2 separate regions of the Canis lupus genome follow, and region 2 is linked to region 1. Evidence: chromatin contacts called from public Hi-C data. All regions are on one chromosome and are shown on one strand. The core of a region is the stretch at or near the end of the contact, and the rest is flanking DNA. Distances in the headings are between cores, read along the strand shown.

What was found. A called contact is a pair of places that touch in the nucleus more often than the background predicts.
Region 2: a Hi-C map of blood shows a contact between it and region 1, with 2.5 times the contacts expected there. The contact joins the promoter of RAB30 here to the promoter of CCDC90B in region 1. A contact is called at or near these places in 2 of 9 Hi-C or Micro-C datasets (both in blood).

Annotation. Positions count from the first base shown.
Region 1 is chr21:15,984,075-15,987,398 of UU_Cfam_GSD_1.0, forward strand. CCDC90B (coiled-coil domain-containing protein 90B, mitochondrial) reads left to right here and starts at 1,677. Exons shown (of 8, transcript XM_038568473.1): 1 at 1,677-2,177. The coding sequence starts at 1,880. It overlaps LOC111091508 (a long non-coding RNA gene), which reads right to left and starts at 2,291. Exons shown (of 4, transcript XR_005375591.1): 1 at 1,471-2,291; 2 at 443-494.
Region 2 is chr21:16,210,058-16,213,381 of UU_Cfam_GSD_1.0, forward strand. It overlaps RAB30 (ras-related protein Rab-30), which reads left to right and starts at 1,657. Exons shown (of 5, transcript XM_038568476.1): 1 at 1,657-1,903. LOC111091511 (a long non-coding RNA gene) reads right to left here and starts at 1,644. Exons shown (of 4, transcript XR_005375595.1): 1 at 1,345-1,644; 2 at 420-482.

The DNA.
Region 1 (3,324 bases), core at 427-2,926:
TGTTTTCGGTGTTGTCTCCCCCAACATTGCTCCATCTTCCAAATGACTTCAATGTGCCAGTCTATTAGGGCTCCTCACCAAACTGTGACTATACTTCGAACATTTACTGATTCATTCAACACATATTTACCGAAGGCTCATTCTGGGCCAGGAGTTATGCCAGATGTTGGAGAAAACGGTGACAGATATGAGTCTGCCATCACGGAGGATACAAAGAAGAACAAGTGCACCAGCAGGGACATGGGCTGCTTGCTGCAGGTGATCCATGAAAGAAAATAGGATTGGCCCTTCTCTGGTCACGTGACTAATCAACTATTTCTGTCCTGGAGGTTTACAGTAATGTAAATAATAACCAGGAAGTGTGAATAGTTAATATATTCAAAGATATACTTTTTCCATAATCATTACTTAAGGTAATTAAAAATATCGTGGTCCCACTTACTGGTCTCTATCTTCCAAGTAGTCTGTGAACTCCTCCAGAACAGTGATCATCCCTTAATCGACAGAATTACAATCATATTGGGTATACATACACATATGTATATATCATTACTTTAATATACATGTGTCTATATAAATAATTTTTTAAATGATTATGTCATATTAATGATTATATAGTATTCCATGATTGTATAATATTCTCATTTGTATAATAATTGCAACTACATGATTGTATAGTATTCCAATTTGGGACATTAGTGCAAGTTGTTAAATCACATTGAATATTTAGATTATTTCTAATGTTTTACTGTTACAAATAGCATATCATGGGTTGTAGTTTTTAAAAATCTTAGCTACAGATATGATTTTTTTTTTCCTTAGGATAAAATCTTTAGAAGGGAACCTCTGGCTATTCACCTTTTTAAATTTCATATATATTATTAAATTAATTTTCAAACGTATTGCGCTTATACTCCTGCCAGCAGTGTGAATGACCCTATCTAATTACATATTTGCTGGGATCAGTAATTCTTTTTTTTTTTTTTTAAGTTTAATAAGTAAAGCTGGTAGCTCTTTATGTTTGCTCTCATTTAACTGGTGAGATTAAGTTGTTCTTTTTTTTTTCCTTCAATCTTTAATAGCCATTTATATTTCCTTTCCATAAATTGCCTGTTAAAGCCCTTGCTGGCAGGAACCAAGTGTTGTTCCTTTAATGTGCCTCAGTGCTTAGAAGGGTACTTTATGCAGCTTGCCCACAAAGCTTTGAAAACAAACAGGTAGAAAAATCCAGGGCTGTCCCCTGTCCAGTGTTGGTTTGCAATAAATCTGTATTTAGGCAAAAAAAAAAAAAAATCCAGGGCTAACTGTTTACATCCTTGTGAGAATAATTAAGCCACTAAAACCTAACGATTGTGACCACTTTAGAATTTACGAAGAACATATTAGCATATCTGGACCCCACAACTACTGTGCGTTGCTGTTTTCAGCGTTTTTACTGTGTGGAACAAAGTCTGTAGTAAAAGGCCTCACAGGGATAAGTGGTGAAAATCAGGTCCACTGTGGCAACAAACGGTTTCCGCCGAGACAAGGACTGACGTTCGTCCTCCTGTACACCAGAGGGCGAAGCAGTAGGTCGTGAACCAGCATGAATGAGGCCCTCTCTGGACTACATTTCCCAGGTTTCTGCGCGATCTCCCGGAATGCTCCGCGGACGAGGATTTAGGTCCCAGGTTTCCCCGCGGTAGGATGTGACTCCGTCTCTCGGCCAGGCGCGCCTGATGGCCGCCGGCTTTCTCAGGGAACTCTCGCTGTTGAGCTGTTCCTCGTTGCTAGGAAACGGTTGCTAGAAGGTTCTCAGACGCGGTCCCGCTTTCTTAGGGCGGTAACGTCGTGCGGCGGTCGGGAAGGGGCGGTGGGAGGAGCGGAGCCGCTGTGAACCATGCTCCTGGATTGTGGGTCCGTCTGTGCAGAGGCCCATCTGCAGGACGGCGGTTGGAGTCCGCGCCGGCGGTCCCCTGTGCGGCAGGCGGAAAACTACACTTCCCAGCATCCTCGCGGTGCCAGAACTACGTTGCCCGAAATCCTGAGCGTGATTCAGCCAGCCTTTCGCCTCCTCCCGCCGGCCCGAAAGCAGGAGATGTGGAGTCGCTGTGTTTGGTGGCTCCTGCGCTCTGAGGGTCGTGGGGACCGCCGGGTTTGGAGCCCCGGCGGGCCTTTCTCGCTGGCCTTGCGAAGAGGTGAGACGAGGGCAACTTGTCACCAATGCCCGAGTGCTCTCTGAGGAGACCGCCAATGGTTTCTGCTTGCTCGGCCGCGCGGTTCGGCGAGAGGGTCACGCCCCTCCCGGCCCCGCCGTGACTGGCGACCCCGCCACTGGGTCTGGCCCGGTGGCTTTGGGGCGGGAAGGGGGAGGACCGAGTAGAGGACCGCCTTCCCCTTCCGATACCGGGGCTCCGAGAGCCTGGGGTACCGACCAGGCCTCCACAGTTCGAGCCCCCCACGCTGCTTTCTCAGCTCTCGTTTGCTCCCGCCTGTCTAACGAGGCCCCGCGCCCTCGGAGCTCTCTCGGGGGCGATCCGTGTGCTGAGTTGCGGTGTCTCTCGTGGCCTGTTCGAACTTGGGTCGTGGTATGTGGGCGCTGTCTCGAGTCCACGTTTTTCGTAGACAACAGCATACATCTCAGGTCAGGCTGGCTTTATTTTCGTTGTAATTTCTAGTAGTCTGCGATCCTGTAGCAGCCATTCAAAACAAAACGTGAATTGCTGGAATCTGCAAGTGTCGAACTTGTTGGCAACTCTTGGCATTGTGTCCTGAAGGACGTCTGACTTTATGCTGAGGGACAATTCCAAGATCCGCCCCCCCCCCCCCCACACACACACACCCCTTTATAAAAACTAAGGCTGTCCACAGAATAGGCACTTCGTACTAACCCTGGCGTTCTCTGTTCACTTTCTTAAATCTTCATTGCTGTGTGAGGTGAGCCACCCAGTGCCCACTGTACGTGGTGCCATTCTAGCTGCTTCATTTTACTCAGGAAGGTTGCCCCTGATCTGCCGCCTATTAGACCGTGCTGTTGAGCTTCCAGTGTCTGTCACAAGAGACTTCGTTACAGATTTTAGGTGTTTACTCCACATACACCTTATGATGGACTTTACAAAAAGGAGATAGCATTTTTTTTTGAACCCTGGGAAATCACCCCATTCTCAAACTTATCTTTGTAAATGTTGAGAGATAATGTGTTTTCATTTGAGTATGTAAGCAAAGTATATTAAACAGTTTTGGAGAATGAACTTTGAAGTACTAGAAAGCACTTCATAAGTAAACAGTGATGTCTTACATATTTGCTGAGTTACCCTGCTTGAATCTCACTTTCTTGGAGAAATT
Region 2 (3,324 bases), core at 407-2,906, 230 kb after region 1:
ACCACCATTACTTGCAAAGAAGGTATTTCTGAATAACAGAAATATTTGTATGAGCCTTTCCCATTGTTGTACTGCATGGATGAGACCAACACATATTACCTTTGTTAAAAATGAAACAAAGCCTTTCGTGTTGTGACTTGTTCCCAGAAACGTGACAGAAGATCATTCTTTTATGTTTTTGTAGTTATCATCTGTATACATCTTAAAGGCTGTTTCTACTATGTTTTTATTCTTTTTCATCACTCTGCCTAGCTTTTCCGGATAGGAGAATCCATCCATCAACTGTACTGTTATTACTAACTCCTAACAGAGAGGTGAAATGCATACCCTTGCCGACCCAAAGTAACAAGTTCCTAATGTTGTTTTTAGAATAATTGTGCAAGAGGGAGGGAGGAAAAAAAAAAAAATATATATATCACATTTTTAACCCTTCAGACACCCTCAGGAAGAAAAGACATTTTCCATCTTTCATAGTGCAGTCTCTGAAAAAGAACAAATATACAGCATTGTTTTAGTAACACAATTGGAAAAAAAAATACAGTTCATTTGAGATCCTGAGCAAGATAACGTAAAGACCAGTGATTTTGGTTTCAGTTAATTGAGAACAAAAGAAATTAGTTCTCAATGTTAATCGTATATATGGACTATCACAAATTAAACACTAAGTGTATTTTTAAAATAAAATACATGGTGACCCATGCTAAAGAACACCGCGTCTTCTCAGTATTTTAGCATACACTACACGTTTACCCAAGTACCCAGGTTACCTCGAAACCGACCGCCAGCTGTCAACAGGGCAGTAACACCCTGACACGCCAACCGGGCGCTGGTCCGCTAGACCGCGCCGTCTTCCCTCAATCGCGGCGCCAAAGCCCCGTCCCCTCACCCCGTGCTCCGCAGCGTGGCCACTAGAGCAAACACCCCTTTCTTCGGACCCTTCCGCAAATCATTCCTGTCTGAAAAACCCATAAAGGTCCGAAACCTTGCGGAGGGGTAAGGAAAGTTGGAAATATAAATGACAAAAAGATAAAAATAAAATTGGGAGGAGTAACCCAGCTCCGCGTGGGTGGAAGCCGGCTTCGCTGACCCGAGTGACAAGGGTCGCGTCCGGGGTCCCCGCAGCCCAAGGATACCGACCGCTCCGAGGGTCCCGTAAGCGGGCCTAAGTGATGCTCTGGGCCCAGGAGTACACGGACTCCCTCAACCCCTTAATAAGAAAAGGACGAAGACCGGTAGGGTACGTCTACGACCTGCCGGACAGCGAGGCCGAGGCCCAGTCGGCCTCTGGATACTGCGTCCAGCTGGACCCGCCCTCCAATCTGCCCCCAGATGCCGCGTCCACACCTGGGTCCCCGGGTTTGGGCCCTGTGCTCTCCGCTCGGTTTACCCTCCACCGCCGTCCCCACCGCACCACCATTCGGCTCGCGCGCTGCCTAAAACCTCAGCCAGGTTCCGCGGACTCTTCCCGGCACTCCTAACATGGCGGCCGGGTCCCCTTCGCTCCCGGGGCCCACTCTGGGCGCGTCCGACCTTGGCGCATTTTGGGCATTGTAGTTCCCGAGATAGCCCCGGTGTCCTGCCGGGCCCTTAGAAGACTACGATTCCCAGAGTGCACCGCTCCTGAGCATGGCTATTGGGGCCTTTCGGACAGAGGGATGATGTCATTGCAAAAACCCCACTGCATTCATTGTGCTACGGTCTATCCACCCCCCTGCTGCTGCTGCTGCTGCTGGGCTTGCGTTTGCCGCTTGCTCCAGCTGAGCTAAGAGTAGCAGCGGCACCAGGGCAGGGACTGACTCCAGCCCTTGGACTTAGGACATCGCAACACGTTCTCTTGCCTGCGTGACTCATTCGCACATCATTTCTGTTTATGCCTGGGGTGGGGAGAACTATCCCAAACCAGGTGAGTTGAAGTGATTTATTCAAATGGTTCTACCAAGTTATTCCTCCCGCTTAATTCTCAAGGCTTTCTTTTGGGAAGATGGGGGCGGGAGGATTGGAGAGGTGCTCGCAAGTGCTGCTAAGCAAAAAGCTCTGTGCAATTTGGGTCACTGCAAAGAACAACTCTAGCAACCTACCCCCGCCAGAGGACCGATTCCTGCCAATTCTCTAGTCGCAACTCCCCTCAACCTTTCTGAGGATGGGAGAGGGGGCTGGGCTGGGGAGGATGTTGGGAAGTGCTCTTGGAAAATCAGAAGAAGGCAGAGGTGGGGGACTGCAGTCCTGTCACTTAGGGCCCCAGAGTGCTGAGGTTTGAGTGGGAAGGGGTGATGCGTGGGGAGAAATGGAGACAGTGATTTAATGTGGTTGCACTACTTTAGAACATTTCTATGTCGCTTGAGCAAGCACACACTATTTATTTTTAAGATGAGCGTGCTTTTGAGTAGGTTAAGTTTTGTGGGGCTCTATTTTACGTGTGTGTCTGTGTCGTTTGTGTCGCCTTTTCTGCTGATTTGAGGTGACACTGTCCTTTAATGGTGCACTCCCTGCCAGTCAGAAACATTTCACGTGTCTGGGGAAGCTTCTCTTAGGCTGCTGGAAGCAGCATTTTTGTTAAGTGTTTTTCTTCTTCCCACTGCAGGATTGTTTGGAAGTGGAGCCGACAGATTTGTGCTCGTGTGAGTGTTTTAAATTATGTGGCAGTAGGCTCCTTGCCACTGACAATGGTACCATAATGAGCTGCCTTTTCGTGAGGCACAGTCACCAGTCACAACTAAAGGTTTGACGAAGGGATCATTAGGGAAATCCTGGTTCATTTTGATGCATTAGGGAAAGGGAAAGTTAGAAGTACTGTTAACCTTCATTTGCCATTACTGAAAGGTACCCAGAAGGTATCTTCTGAAAAGAAGAGTGATCCTGGCCAGGGAAATCAAGGAGCATAGAGGTGTTTTTTGTTTGTTTTTTGGGGTTTTGTTTTTAAGCGAACTGACACATTTAATAAGATAGAAAGCATTCTGGCTTGTATGATTTTGGCTTTTGTAAGAGTTATTAGGATGATTAGTGCAATAAATGTTACTTTGAGATAAACAGCTGGGTGACTCCAGAACAGATGGGGCCAGTCTTAGCTGAGAGATCTACAACCTTGGAAATGAATGGACTTGGGGTCAACCACACCCCCTCTTGGAATGTCAAAACAAGGAGAAATGCCAGAGCATTTTATGCTTAACTCTAAAATGCCAAATCTTTTTGTAGCCAGGTCAGGCATTGGGTGAAAGTCATTCCTGGTTGTTTTCTGCTGAACAAATTTTGTCCATTTTCGATTCAGACCCTTAGGTCTTCAGAGTTGCAACGGGGTGATGCTTCGTGAAATACTGCTTGTTACTG